Regions from separate parts of the Sus scrofa genome. Here region 1 is linked to region 2. Evidence: chromatin contacts called from public Hi-C data. All regions are on one chromosome and are shown on one strand. The core of a region is the stretch at or near the end of the contact, and the rest is flanking DNA. Distances in the headings are between cores, read along the strand shown. Region 1 holds the start of LOC100621115 (nitric oxide-associated protein 1-like). Region 2 holds the start of REST (RE1-silencing transcription factor).

Region 1 (6,673 bases), core at 3,413-5,912, 200 kb after region 2:
ACTATGTTCTCTGTTTTTTGTGACATTATCCCAAGTTTTTATTATGGACATTTTCAAACACACACACACACAAACACACACACAAGAATGGTAGATCAGTCCCCACGTAGTTGTGACCAAGTTCCCAGCTTTTACCACAGATCCGCTTCCTTAAAGTAATGCCAATAATAAATCATTTTTCAGTAATACAGAATTTCCTTACCTGCAGAAAATCTATGCGGCCTATAGCACCCAAAAATAGAACCATTCCTGGTTGAAGCACAAAAGTTCTTGGAACAATGGCCTGTGTTGGCAAAACAATATTTACTTCTTTTTCTGTTAGAAGATTTAAAATCTGTAAAGCAAAGAACAGATTTTTTAGAGAATTACTTTCAATGAACATATGATATGTTGTGATTTACTTGTAAGATAACGTTACAATTAAAATTTAATTACAGGCTTCGAAGTATGTATTTCAGAATTTGCTTCATAAAAATTTATTTTTTTCTGGTTAAATGAATCAGTGTACAGCTGGCTATACTCTTGTTTCAGAACTTAATCCTGAGTAATGGCAAAATAACTACAGGGGTATGAACGGCAGTAGTCTCCAAATTCTGTCAAATCTGGAAAGTACTGAGGATCAATTCCAAGATAGAAAGTGTGTTCTCTCAATTACATCTCAAAAATTCTATACATTTGTAACAAAATAATATTAAGCAGAGGTTTGTTTTCCTGCAAATACAATCGGGAGAATGTCAGAAGCATGTGTTCTTTGAAGGGAGTTCCTGTCATGGCTCAGTGTTAACGAATCCGACTAGTATCAGTGAAGACGCAGGTTCAATGCCTGGCTTTGCTTAACGGGTGAAGGACCTAGCATTGCTGTGAGCTGTGGTAAGGTTGCAGATGAGGCTTGGATCTGGTGTTGCTGTGGCTGTGGTGTAGGCTGGTAGCTGTACCACCAATTTGATCCCTAGCCTGGGAACTTCAGGGGGCTGCAGGTGCAGACCTAAAGAACCAAAAAAAAACGAAAAAGAAAAAAAAGAAAAAAGAAAGTGTGTTCTCTCCATCAAGCCTTCTAGGGAGCAGCAGTCTTCAATGAGTCAGAACCACGTCTAAGGAAGACCTCTTTTTCGGCCAGTTAAGCCAGCGCCCTCATAACTGAAAGTCCGTGTTTCTAGAAGACATTAAATACATACACAGTTGTCTTTGGTAATTCCGGGGGTGTCATAAAACCAGCGGGCATCTTTCACATCTTGTGGGGTCAGTTCTATGCGTCTGGTGGGTTTATCAGCAACCATAACAGGATCATCGCCCATGTCAAAGGCAAGAGAATTGGCATCGAACTCAAAGGCAGCTTCCTCCTTCTGTTCTGAGCATGAGAAGGTCCTTCCAACTCTCCCTAGAACAAGTATACTGAAGTCAGGAGTTACTCCTTTACAGCTTTGGACTTGAGACAATTCTTATGTTTGCCTGGAACAAGTCATAAGAGGAACTTCATATATGGAAGTGGGGTTACAACGATAGTTCTGCTTTATTTCTAAAGTCAGTGGGAGTCAGAGTCTTGTAATGATCAAGTGTGTGTGGCTGGCTGTGCACACTGGGGGGGAGGGAGTTGTGGAGGGGAAGAGTGCAGGAAACCAAACTGATGTTAGGAGAGAAAAGCTGAAAAAAGATACCAAGGAGAAGGTGATAATGCAGTTAAAGCCGCCACAGCTCAACAGCCTGTACCAGTCTGCAAGGTGGGGCCAGATTTGAGGGGAAATGCCTCTACTACTAACAATGGCCAGGTCTTTACTGGATTTCTCCAAGCACGTACTATCTTGATTTTCCAAAGAGTAGCCTTGCCTCTAAAGGGCCTCTGCATTCTGAAATGAGCAAGTGGTCTCTCCCCACAAACGTGGCCAGTCACAGAGAGCAGTAGTTCAGGCTGTTCAACAAAAAAATTTAATATGGACCCAACAAGAGTTTCCCTATAGAATATGCTTACCTACTACATAACCATGCTTTTTTAAGAGATTAAGTTGATTTTGTTCTTGCTGACTAAGATCTTCTTCTGCTTCAACTGCATCTCTTTTAAGCCTTTTTTGCCTTTGAAACATTCTGTAAGGAGTTGGGTTGCAAATAGGAAACTTTAGAAGGTTTAATGTAGTACCTGAAACAGCAAAGAATAAATATGTTGTTATAAACATCATACAAGAAAACAGAAGAAACAATTTATGAGGGTGTACCCCACCTTGTGTACTGTGATTACTTCTATTCATTTTCATGACAACCCTCTCCAAAATTATCTTTACTTTACATATGAGAAAGCAGGCTCAGAGATTGGCTAACAGGATCAGCCAGGATTTGAATCCCACATCTACAGGCCTAATCTTTTTCCATCTTCTACATTCTACTAACTAGTGTAAAAGTACTTCTGTGTATCAATCAACCAGCGTACAGGATAGAGAAGTACAGCTTATCAAGCAAAGTTAAATCCTAGTTTCAAAGTAACAAGTAGTTCATTTTGCCAACTGCTAGATACAAACAGGGTCACACAAGGATCCATTTTGCAAGGACTACAGACATCTCCCCCAAATCACACAGTTGACATTTTCCTCAACAAAGCCACACATCACGTTGCATTAGTGAATTATTCAGATATTAAATGTGCACAGTGTACAGATCTCCTGAATAAACTCAAGCAAGACCGGAGCAGAGGAGGGAGGTTTAGAAAGTAAAAGGATTAAACAGAGCAACATACAAAGAACTAAAGCTACGAGGGAAACCTCCGGGAGTACACGGGGCGTTGTCTTCGGGTTGGTCTACAGAGAGACCAGACCACAGACGTACTCCCCTATGTTTGTTGGAAAGTTAGTGCAACATATACCGAATTTCCAAGCGCTAAGCTGACAGGGAAGAGAAATAGGACCCAAGTAGGTAGGGGAGGTTTAAAGGGGAGGCTCCAGCCTCTGGTGGACATGAAGGAAGGAGTGCTAAGTGCTTAACCACCATCAGACCTCTCGCTTTTCGGAAAACCAAGGGGGTGGGCGGCGCCCTAAGTCTCACCAGGCCAAGCGGAGATGGTGGCCCTGTCGATAGCCTCAGCGCCCTTGGCGATGCAGTAATCGGACTCCAGGAGCGTGTTGAAGAGGGTGGACTTGCCAGCGTTGGTGGCGCCAACCAGGTAGACGTCGCCGCGGTAGCGCCAGGAGCGCTGGAGCGCGGAGATCAACTCTTCGACTCCGTAGCCAGTCTTGGCGCTGATGAGCCGCACGTCCCTAAGCACCGCGCGGGACTTGGCCGAGTGGTTCGCCTTCTCCGCCTGGTCCCGCGGCTGCTTCCGGCCGGGGTGTTGGGACCTCCGGGAGCCAGGGGGCGGCAGGAGCCCGACGCGGGCACAGTCGTCCCACAGTCGCTCCCGGATGCGCTGCCGGTATCCGGGGGCGTCCTGGGGCAGCAGGTCCACCTTGTTCCCCAGCACGATCAGCTGCTTGGGGCCCACGAGCGCGGGCAGGTGGCGCAGCAGGGCGTCGGGCAGATCCAGCAGGTCCACCATGTATAACACCAGGGCGGGCTCGGGCCGCCGCAGCGCGGCGCTCACGAGCTCCAGGTACTTCTCGGGACTCACCTGCAGGCGTAGGGCGCGCCGGTGGTGCACCAGCAACCAGCAGCGCTGGCACACCGTCCTCGCCAGCCCGCCGTCCGCCTGCGCCGCCGCGCGGAGGAACTTCTCGCTGGGCAGGTAGCCGGGCACGCCGGGGTCCTGGCAGTGCAGCTCCGCCCCGCATCCCGAACAGTTCAGGCCGCTGGGTGCCACCGTCGGGTCCGGGTGCCCCACGACCGGCTGCGCCCGCTGCACCCGCCGAGCGGCCCGGAGCTTCTGCTGGCGCCGCTCCTCCCGCCGCTGCTGCATCTGTCGTTCGTTCTCTTCTTGCCGCTGCTGCACCTCTCGTAGCTGGTCTTGGAGGGTCGGTGCGGGCTCCGGCTCCGGGATGTACTCGGGGAACAGAAAACTCTCCTCTAGGTCGGCCCTTCCTTCGCTGCCCCCAGTCGCAGTCCGGTACCGAGAACGCCCCCGGCCCAGGGCCCACGGGCGCTGGGATGAAAGGCTGGCCGCACATCTCCTCTCCAGGAGCGCGTCCTGGAGACCAAGGCGCGCGGCCGTGGGAGAGGCTCCCTGCAGGAAGCCGCACAGCAGCCTAGGAGCGAGGCGCGTGGGCAGCATGGAAACGCGGGCGCGGGCCAGGGGCGGGCCACCGGTTTGCCAGGAGCGCGTCCCGGAGACCAAGGCGCCTGGCCGTGGGAGAGCCACCTCGCAGGAGGCCGCACAGCAGCCTAGGAGCGAGGCGCGCGGGCGGCATGGGCACGTGGGCGCGGGCCAAGCGCAGGCCACGGGTTTGCACGCGCACTGCGGCCCCAGCTGCTTGGTAAACCGGAAAAAGCCTGGGACGACCAGAGAGCTGTCATTGGTCAGCGTCGCCCTTCGGCTCCTCCTCCCGATCGCATCTCGTGAGATCTCGCGATGAAGCCGCTGAGGCCCGAGAACCCACCTAAGGCGGAGCTAAAGGCACGGGAGGTCCGGGCTCGGCGGGGTTGGCTAGGTCAGCCAGCGAGTGAGGCTTTGGTCGGGCTTCGGCTGCTGCCTGCAGCTCAGAAATCGCACTTTTTTTTTTTTTTTTTTTTGGTCTTTTTACCATTAGGTTCCCAGGCTAGGGGTTGAATCGGAGCTGTAGCTGCCGGCCTACGCCAGGGCCACAGCAACGCCAGATCCGAGCCGCGTCTGGGACCTACACCACAGCTCACGACAATGCTGGATCCTTAACCCAATGAGCGAGGCCAGGGATCGAACCTGCAACCTCATGGTTCCTAGTCAGATTCGTTAACCACTGAGCCACGACGGGAACTCCAGAAATCGCACTTTTTAAACTTTAACAAAGCTGAGGTATAGTTGATGTACAGAGTAGTCATTTTTCAAAACTTTTTTTAAAGTTTTTGCAACTGAAAAAATAAAGCACAACTACATCCTTTTATTAACAAATCTTATTGTCTCCAGGGGCTACTATTTGTGCAACAACATTGCAAAACAAGACTTCATTCGGTAGCTGTGACGCGGCCCCGCGGGGCAGCCACAGAAGAGTCAACCCCCAAACTGCGCATGTGTAGCACTAACCTTTCGCAGGCCTTAGCCTACTTTCGCGCAGGCGCAAACCTTACGGCGGCTTCTTTGTGGGCGGGGTTTCGCGGGAGCCGCAGGATATTCTGGGAGCGCCGGAAACGGAAATCACTTTGCCTGGCGCTGCGGCCGGGGGGAGCCTGCTGGCGGTGGCTGCTGGCGGTGTCCTGCGTTTCACTTCGAGGATTGGGAGCTCCGGGGTCGTGTGCCAACATGTATGACGCGGACGAGGGTAGGTGACCCTTTAGAACACTGCGCGGCGAACCGTCGGAGGGGGGAAACGTGGGAGCCGGGCGAGTCGAGGGTTTGAGGCCTTCTTCCCCGCCCGCCGCGCGGGGTCCCCAGGCGTTTTCCCCTCCATCCCCGGGCCGGGGACGAACTAGGAGGGTGGACCGGCGGGGAGCGCAGCATTTATAACGTTTGTTGTCTCCACTGGCTGCTTCTGGAAAAGTGACACCCCCATCCGTCCGTATTGAAATAGCAGGCGGCTTCTGCGACCAGTACCGGTGTTTGGGGTTCATCTGAAGCAAAGGGCTCCTCGACTTCCCTTAACGTCAGAGATAGTGGATTTATTGAATAGTCGAATGTTTGAACGTCAGCTTGTGCTGGGCGATGTGCTAGGCTCTGCAAATACAGCCGGTGCAGAGAATACAGGGTGGGAGGGGGGATTGGGCTTGTTTGGCGTCCTTCACTCTGCTTTCCGCTTAAGTAAATTATCTTGAGAGATGACTTTTTTACTCAACAGGGCTAATATATACTCATTTTCTTTTTACATATAGCATCTTTAGTGTGTACCGCTTTTTCGTTATATGTATGTGTGTATGTACATATATGTATTTTTTTCTCTCTTTTTTGGCGGCCCCACGGCATTTGGAGTACCCAGGCCAGGGCTCAGATCCAAGCTGCAGCTAACGAACTAAGCCACGCCTGTGGAAACATTGGATCTTTAATTCACTGTGCTGGACTGGGGATCCAACCTGTGTTCCAGTGCTCCCAAGACGCCTCCAATTCGTTAGGCTACGGTGGGAACTCCTCTAATGCTTCCTCTTCCATTCTCCACAGCTATTGTTTCAAACTTCATTTTCTTCTAGCTCCCAATCTCGTTGACACTCCTCATATTTCTCCTTATTCCCTCAGAGAAAGTTGAAGCAAAAAATTAAACTCTACCGTTTAAGCTTCTGTTTCATTTTTATTCTGCATTTAGAAATTTATTAGCATCATTGTATTCTTTTTTCTTAACTGCTATCTCAGAAAAAAAATTCCGAAAAATATATACCTTTTTCTTTTTAGGACCGAAGCTGTGGCATATGGAAGTTCCCTGGGCTGGGGTTGAATTGAGTTGCAGCTGCTGGCCTACAGCACAACAATGCCAGATCCTAGCTGCATTTGCAACCTATGCCACAGCTTCTGGCAGTGCTGGATCCTCGATGGCCAGGCATTGAACTCACAGCTGCTCTGTTGGGTTCTTAACCCATTGAGCCATGATGGGAACTCCTCAGAAAAGTGTTTTTAGCTAAATTTTTTTTTTTTTCCTGGCCA
Region 2 (7,375 bases), core at 2,122-4,621:
TTCTTGACAGACCAAAGCCATTTCTTCAGCTGGTAACATTGAGAGTGGACATTAAACCTGATAACATTAAGATATTTTTCTTTTTCAGCTGCAGCTGTGGCATATGGAAGTTGCTGGGCCAGGGATCAAATCCCAGCCACAGTTGCAACCTAGGTCACAGCTGTGGCAACAATGCCAGATCCTTGACCCACTGCACCATGGCAGGAACTCTTCTATCTTAATTTTTTAAAAATAGGAACTTTGAGTAAAATGTAGCATTTAAGGAAGGTTATTGTGAGAGTTCCCTTGTGATAGAAGGGATTAAGGATCTGGCATCGCCAGTTGCCAGTACCACTGCAGTGGTTTGGGTTGTGGTGGAGCAGTTTTGATTGCTGGCCTGGAAACTTCCACATGCGGCAGGTGCAGCCAAAAAAAAAAAAGAGAGTAGATTATTGTGCTTCACTGTAACATTCACATAAATTCAGTCTAATTAAGCTCTTTTTTTTTTGGTCTTTTTAGGGCCTCACTCAGGGCCTATGGAGGTTCCCAGGCTAGGAGTCAAATCAGAGCTACAGCTGCCAGCCTGCACCACAGCCACAGCAACGTGGGATCCTCATCTGCGACCTACACCACAGCTCATGACAACGCCCGATCCTTAACCCACTGAGCGAGGCCAGGGATGGAACTTGTGTCCTCATGGATGCTAATCAGATTGCTTTCTCCTGAGCCATGACAGGAATTCCAAATTAAGCTCTTTTCTAAAGAGAAACATGAAGCAGGGTAAGGAACAAAAAGCACCTAAAAGCTCAAAAACAATATTTAACTGAACTTGTGAGAAAAATCTCTTGGGAGTTCCCCTTATGGCTCCGCAGTAATGAATCGTACTAGTATCCATGAGGAGGAGGGTTCAATCCCTAGCCTTGCTCAGCAGGTTAAGGAACCAGCGTTGCCATGAGCTGTGGTGTAGGTCAAAGACTTGGCTAGGATCTAGCAGTGTAGCTGTGGTGTAGGCCAATAGCTGCAGGTCTGATTTGACCCCTAGCCTGGGAACTTTCATATAACTCAGGTGCAGCCCTAAAAAAGCAAAAACAAACAAACAAAAAAAAAAGAAAGAAATTTCTAGAGAAAAACATTAAGAACATATGATAATTAAAATTTTTTAAATGATGAATTAAAAGAAAACCAGGGCTCACACAAAATTCAAAGTCTTTATCTTGTAGAAGATCTTAAATTTTGGATGCATCAAAGTAAAATACAGCCACCTGAAAAACAATTAAGAATTCAAGTTCACAGCACCAGTTTCCCCCCAAGGTGATTTCCTATTGATTTGTAACTTGGTCTTGAATTTGACCCAGGGCCTTTATGTCATGATAATTTGGATCACTCTGAATATGCCATCTCTTTGAACCAAGACCTCTGCTAACTTTAAAGGAATGCAGCTGCTGATTTGCCATTCATTTATTTTTATCCCAGTATGTGGGAATAAATTCATAATAAAACTTTTCCAGTAAGCAAGTCAGACTGAGGAAATGAAGGCCATTTATCTAGTAGGATTAATAAGCAATGAGATCCTGCTCTATAGCACTGGGAACTATATCTAGTCACTTATGATGGAGCATGATAATGTGAGAAAAAAGAATGTATACATGTATGTGTAACTGGGTCACCATGCTGTACAGTGGAAAATCGACAGAATACTATAAACCAGCTATAATGGAAAAAGTAAAAATCATTAAAAAATCGAGTAGGATTAAAAAGAAATGTTTCATTTTTGCCTTTTTGAACATGAAAAAAGGAAAGAAAGCTTATGTCTTTGAGGTTTTAACTGAGGCCAGAAGTTTTCCCTGGGCTACAGTATCTAAAAAAGCTATGCAACCTCAAATAAGATTTTACTTTTTTTTTTAAGGGGATTTCCCAGATGTGGCTAAGTGGGTTAAGAACCAGACATAGACGCTGGAGGCCAGCGTGTGAGATGAAGGGATGCGGGTTGGATCCCTGGCCTCTCTCAGTGGGTTAAGGATCTGGCATTGCTGTGAGATGCAGCTTAGGAATTTCTTTTGCAAAAAGAAAGAAAGGGACATAAAACTACTCTCTCTCTCTAGCATATTAAACCAGCAAGCAGCTTACTCTCCACACTTGTTCAGAAGGCAGCCTCCATGTCCTCACCACCATCTATACCTCTGTAACCTGAGGGTAATTGCTGCAATGAAATCCTGCTTTTTAGGCTCAGCAATGAGCCACTACCCTCCACAACTAGGGACTTGTCTTCTGTTTGCATTCTCACAATTTTTTTTTTCTTTAGGGCCACATCTTCAGCAACTGGAAGTTCCCAGGCTCCTGGCTGGATCAGAGCTGCAGCTGCCGGCCTACACCGCAGCCAAAAACACAGCAACCCGGGGTCACAGCCGTGTCTGCGACCTACAGCACAGCTCATGGCGACACGGCATCCTTCACCCACTGAGAGAGGCCAGGGATCAAACCTGCATCCTCATGGGCACTAGTCAGATTCCTTACTGCTGGGCTTCAACGGGGGCTCCTATGCTCACAGCTTTGAATCCATGACATTCCCCAAATATTTTCTTGTCACAGCTCACTGACTGTATTTTTCTCCCTTACTGTTTAAAACTTGGAAGGCACTTTTTAAACGAATAGACTTGAAACGAAGCTCCCTTAGTTTTTGGGGTTTTTTTTTTGTCTTTTTGCTATTTCTTGGGCCGCTCCCACGGCACATGGAGGTTCCCAGGCTAGGGGTCGAATTGGAGCTGTAGCCACCAGCCTACTCCAGAGCCACAGCAACGCGGGATCCGAGCCGCGTCTGCGACCTACACCACAGCTCACGGCAACGCCGGATCGTTAACCCACTGAGCAAGGGCAGGGACCGAACCCACAACCTCATGGTTCCTAGTCGGATTCGTTAACCACTGCGCCACGACGGGAACTCCGAAGCTCCCTTAGTTAAGGGTGGCTGTGGATGGAGACCTAAAGGGTGCCTGAGATTTGTTTTTGACCGCTTGAGGCTTGAAAGGGCGGGTGACCAAGCTTCTAAAGAGGCTGGTCGAAGCCTGTAGATTTGTCTTTAATAGCGCTGTTCTCTTGCAGGCACCCCAAGGCAGGGGGTAACTTTACCACAGTTAATTTAGGAAGGAAACCGAGAAAGGCAGTGGACTCGCTCCTCCTTAGACCCAAGGGCCAGAGCGAGGGGCGGGGGCATAGGTGCGGCTGCCCCCGCGCGCGCCCCCGGCCCGGCCCGGCCCGGCCCGGCCCCGTCCGGTCACAGCAGCCGTGCTAGCCCAGGGGCGGGGCGCGCGCGGGCGGCGAGGGGGCGTGTCCGGCGGGCGCGCGCGGGCGGCGAGGGGGCGTGTCCCGGGAGCGGCGGCGGCGGCGGCGCGGGCCGGGCGCGCGGCGCAACCTCCTGTGCTGGAATGTGCGGCTCCCGCGAGCTCCGGGCGCCCGAGCCGAGCGAGCGCCGCCGAGGCCCCGGGCCCCAGACCCCGGCGGCGGGGGCGGTGGCCGGGACGGCGGGGCGGGAGCCCGAGGCCTGAGGCCTCTGCAGACCCCCTCTCGGGGCTCGGCGGGCCTCGACGGCCCCGGGCCCAACTTTTCCTCCCTCCCCTCCCCCGAAAGTCCGGCAACAAAGAAAAGGAGTCGGAGCAGGAGCCGCGCCGCCGGGGCTTCGCCCCTCCTCGCCCAAGAAGGCCGGTAAGCGCGGCGTGGGCCAAGGGCCGGGCGGGTGGGGGCGGCGGGCCGGGCGGCCGCGGGAGGGGGAGGGCGCGGAAGGACGCGGAGCGAGGCGCTGTCCAGGGCTGATTTGCAGATCTTGTGGCTCCGGCGGCAGCGGGGGCGGGCGGCCGAGCGGGCTCGGGTTACACGGGGACCCGGGGGCCCTCGAGGTCGGCTCCCCGCTTGGGGCCCCGATGTTGGCACTTCCCCTCGTCGTCGTGCTGCCCAGGTCCCGCCGCCGCCCCTCGCCCGCCGTCCCTGCCGTCCCCTCCCTCCCCGGCCTCTCGCCGTCGCCGGAAGGCGCCGTGGGGAGCGGCAGGGCGGGTGGAGTCGGCCCGGGGCCCGGCGGGCCCGCCGCTTGGGCTGGACAGCGAATTCTGCGCTCTGGCTGCCTCTCCGCGCGGGGCCCCCTCGCGGCCGGGGCCGGGGGCCGGAGGCTGGGGCGCGCGTCCCGCGGGCGCGGCGGGGAAGTGAGCGCAGACTTCCGGGGCGCGGGGGGCCCAGCGCGCGGATGGCGCCCGCGGAAGGCAAGACTCGGCCGGTGCGGCGCAGGGACCGTGCGTCCTCTGCCCGGCCTCTGGCTGGGGGGACCGGGCCGGGGGGTCTTGGTGTGGCCGGCGGCGCCCTGAGGTGCGGATCTGCGGTCCTCGGTGCAGGAGGGAGCCCGGGACCAGCGCCGGGACGAGTCGGGGCGTGAGGGCGCGGGGAACCGGCCGGGCAGGGAGGGAGCGAGGCGCCGAGTTTGCAGAGCCACTTTGTGTCGAACATGTTCAGAGAAAATGGCCGGATGCCTGTTGGGGTTGGGAGCTCGGCCGCGGACGCCGGAGCTGGGGCCGCAGCCCCGAGGGCTCAGCGCCGGACTCCGGGCGGCGCTCAGACCGCCTTCCGGATCCACGTTGCGGTCCCTTTGCGCATGGGGGATCAGGACCCGAACGGCGGGGGGTCAGGAGCCGGGTTGCAGGGTTGAGCCCTCGGACAGCGTTTGCTTTGTGTGATGGCATCTGGTTCTAACTTTGGTTGGTACGTGTAACTCGAGCGGGGCGTGTTGATGCAGTTGGGCGATACCAGCTCCTGTCTGGATTTGGGTTTTAACTTTTTTTTTTTTAAGTTTTTTTCCACTCGTTTTGCTTTTTCTAACTTGCAAGGAAACACCTAATTGGAGCATAACGCCTATTAGAGTGGAAAGTACGGTGTGAAGACGGTTTATAAGATGCCCAGCGTGTTTTCAAGGGGACCTTGTAATGGCTCCGCTAGGCAAGTGGGCCGAGTCACGCACATGCAAGGAAGTTGCTGATTGTGGAGATGAGTTAACCAGTTATATGAGTTGAAAATTTCTTTAATTTTTGAATTAAATGCTCAAAAGAAGTCTTGAATACACCAGACTTCTCTTTTCACAGGAAAAAAAGGTCTGTTATTTTTTTTTTCATTTTTTAACAGGTCAAGTCATTTATAAATAAGAAATAAGTGGTACTTTTTTCACAATATCGTTAACTCTTGAACAATACAGGTTTGACCTGTGCAAGTCCACTTAAATGTGGATTTTTTCAACAAATATATTGGTTAGTTTTTTTGAGATGTGCAATATTGTGAAAAAATTAACAGAACATGTAGCCTAAAAATATCCAAAAAGGGAAAAAGACATGTTATGACTACAAAGTATATGTAGATACTAGAATCTTATCATTTACTGCTGTGAAGTGTATAGAAACTAGTAAAAAGATAAAATTTATCAAGACTTGTGCACACAGGTAGGTAATCGACCATACACGAGTGCCATTCACTGTGGAGAGAAATGTAAACAAAGATTCAGTATTGTCATAACTACATAAAATTAGCCATAGGGCACGTTGTTCTAAAGTAATGACTTCATGGCCACCTCCTGTTAAGATTTTGGTTAACTCAGGTGTTGGAAGTACCTGCTTGAAACCCCAGGTGAATCGCCTCATTTCCATGTGAGCAGTCTCTGTGGTAAATTCTGTGGCAGTAAAATTTAACCTCTTACAGTTGTTGCTTTTTTCATCCTGGTTGGTGCAATACCGAAAACCTCGACTAACGCCATGGACCCATAGTGCCATTTGTGGTGCTGGAAGTGCTCCCCAGAAGAGTAAAAAGTGAAGAAAAACTTTAGTTGCTTGATACAGACTCACATAGATTGACGTCTGCATTTAAGGTTGCCTACCATTGCAAGATAAATGAATCCACCCTAAAGACCAGGGGGTTTTGTTTTGCTTTGTGGGGGAGGGGGTTGCCTTTTTTTTTTTTTTTTTTTTTTTTTTCTGAAATAAGGGTCGCACTCGCAGCATATGGAAGTTCCCAGGCTTGGGGTCGGGGGAATCCAAGCGGAATCTGTGACCTGCACCACAGCCCACAGCATCGCCAGATCCCATGCCCACTGAGTGAGGCCAGGCATAGAAACCACATCCTCATGGATACTAGTCAGATTTGTTTCTGCTGTTTCGCAGCAGGAACTCCTGATTTTTGTTGTTCTAAAAAAGGGAAATTCGGGAGTTCTTTTGTGGCAGAGTGGGTTAAGGGTTTGGCGTTGTCATTGCAGTAGCTGGAGTCCCTGCTGTGTGGCATGGGATTGATCCCTGGCCTGGAAACTTCCATGTGCCTTGGGCATAGCCCTCTCTCCCCACCAAAAAAGGGAAAAGAAATTCCTGAGGCGATGATTGCACCTATGCCAGCATGTTTGGTTTTAGGAAATACCTTTTTATCTCATATTGAAAATTCAGTGTTTTGGAGTTCCCTGGTGGCCTAGCATTTAAGCATCCAACATTGTCACTGCTGTGGCTCAGGTTTGGGAGGAAGGGAAGGGAGGGGAGGGAAGGAAGGAAAGAAAGGAAAGGAAGAAAGAAAAGAAAAAAGAGAAAAAAATTTTTATCCTGCCGTATAGCACAGGGAACTGTAGTCACTTTTGATGGAGGATAAGAAAAAGAATGTATATCTATATGTGTGTGTGTTTGTGAGACTGGGTCACTTCGCTATACAGTAGAAACTTGACAGAACACTGTAAATCAACTGTAATAGAAAAAATAGGAGTTCCCATTGTGGCGCAGCGGAAACAAATCCGATGAGGAACCATGAGGTTCGGGTTCGATCCCTGGCCTTGCTCAGTGGGTTAAGGATCCAGCGTTGCCGTGAGCTCTGGTGTAGGTCGAAGATGCGGCTCGGATCTGGCATTGCTCTGGCTGTGGCTACAGCTCCGATTAGACCCCTAGCTTGGGAACCTCCATATGCCGTGGGTGTGGCCCTAAAAAGACAGAAAAAATCCAAAAAAAAGGAAAAAAAGAAAAAATAAAAATCATAAAAAAAGAAAGAAAATTCACTTTTTAGTGGGTACAGGATTGCTATAAAAGGAATGCCTATGGACTTTGAATGTAATTTGAGAAAAAGCAAAGTCATTAATATGTGACTTAAAGCAAAAGGAAGGTGAAGGATATAAAGCTGTCAGTGAAGGTTGGTTCATAAATTTTAGAGAGTTGGCTTAAAACATGTCAAGATAACCGATGTAGTGTCTGCTGATCAAGAGGCAGAAGAAAAGATCCCAGACTCCATCCGTTAAGAAAATCATTGATCACAACCCTTGTAGATCAACTATACTTGAATTAAAAAAAAAAAAAAAGGCGTCGAGGAAAAAGAATAGGAGCCTGAATAGGTATTTAATGCAGACAAT

What was found. Hi-C and Micro-C count contacts between places; a contact is called where the count stands out from the background.
Region 1: a contact with region 2 is called in a Hi-C map of liver, with 5 times the contacts expected there. The contact joins the promoter of LOC100621115 here to the promoter of REST in region 2. A contact is called at or near these places in 2 of 47 Hi-C or Micro-C datasets (heart right ventricle and liver) and 1 of 2 datasets of contacts at active chromatin or transcription factors (alveolar macrophages).

The regions. Positions count from the first base shown.
Region 1 is chr8:56,227,520-56,234,192 of Sscrofa11.1, forward strand. It overlaps LOC100621115 (nitric oxide-associated protein 1-like), which reads right to left and starts at 4,663. Exons shown (of 7, transcript XR_002346682.1): 1 at 3,028-4,663; 2 at 1,967-2,131; 3 at 1,176-1,378; 4 at 203-334. POLR2B (DNA-directed RNA polymerase II subunit RPB2) reads left to right here and starts at 5,211. Exons shown (of 25, transcript XM_003129037.5): 1 at 5,211-5,366. The coding sequence starts at 5,348.
Region 2 is chr8:56,031,811-56,039,185 of Sscrofa11.1, forward strand. It overlaps REST (RE1-silencing transcription factor), which reads left to right and starts at 3,372. Exons shown (of 4, transcript XM_003129021.4): 1 at 3,372-3,678. LOC110261959 reads left to right here. Exons shown (of 3, transcript XM_021100538.1): 3 at 3,274-3,682. The coding sequence ends at 3,682.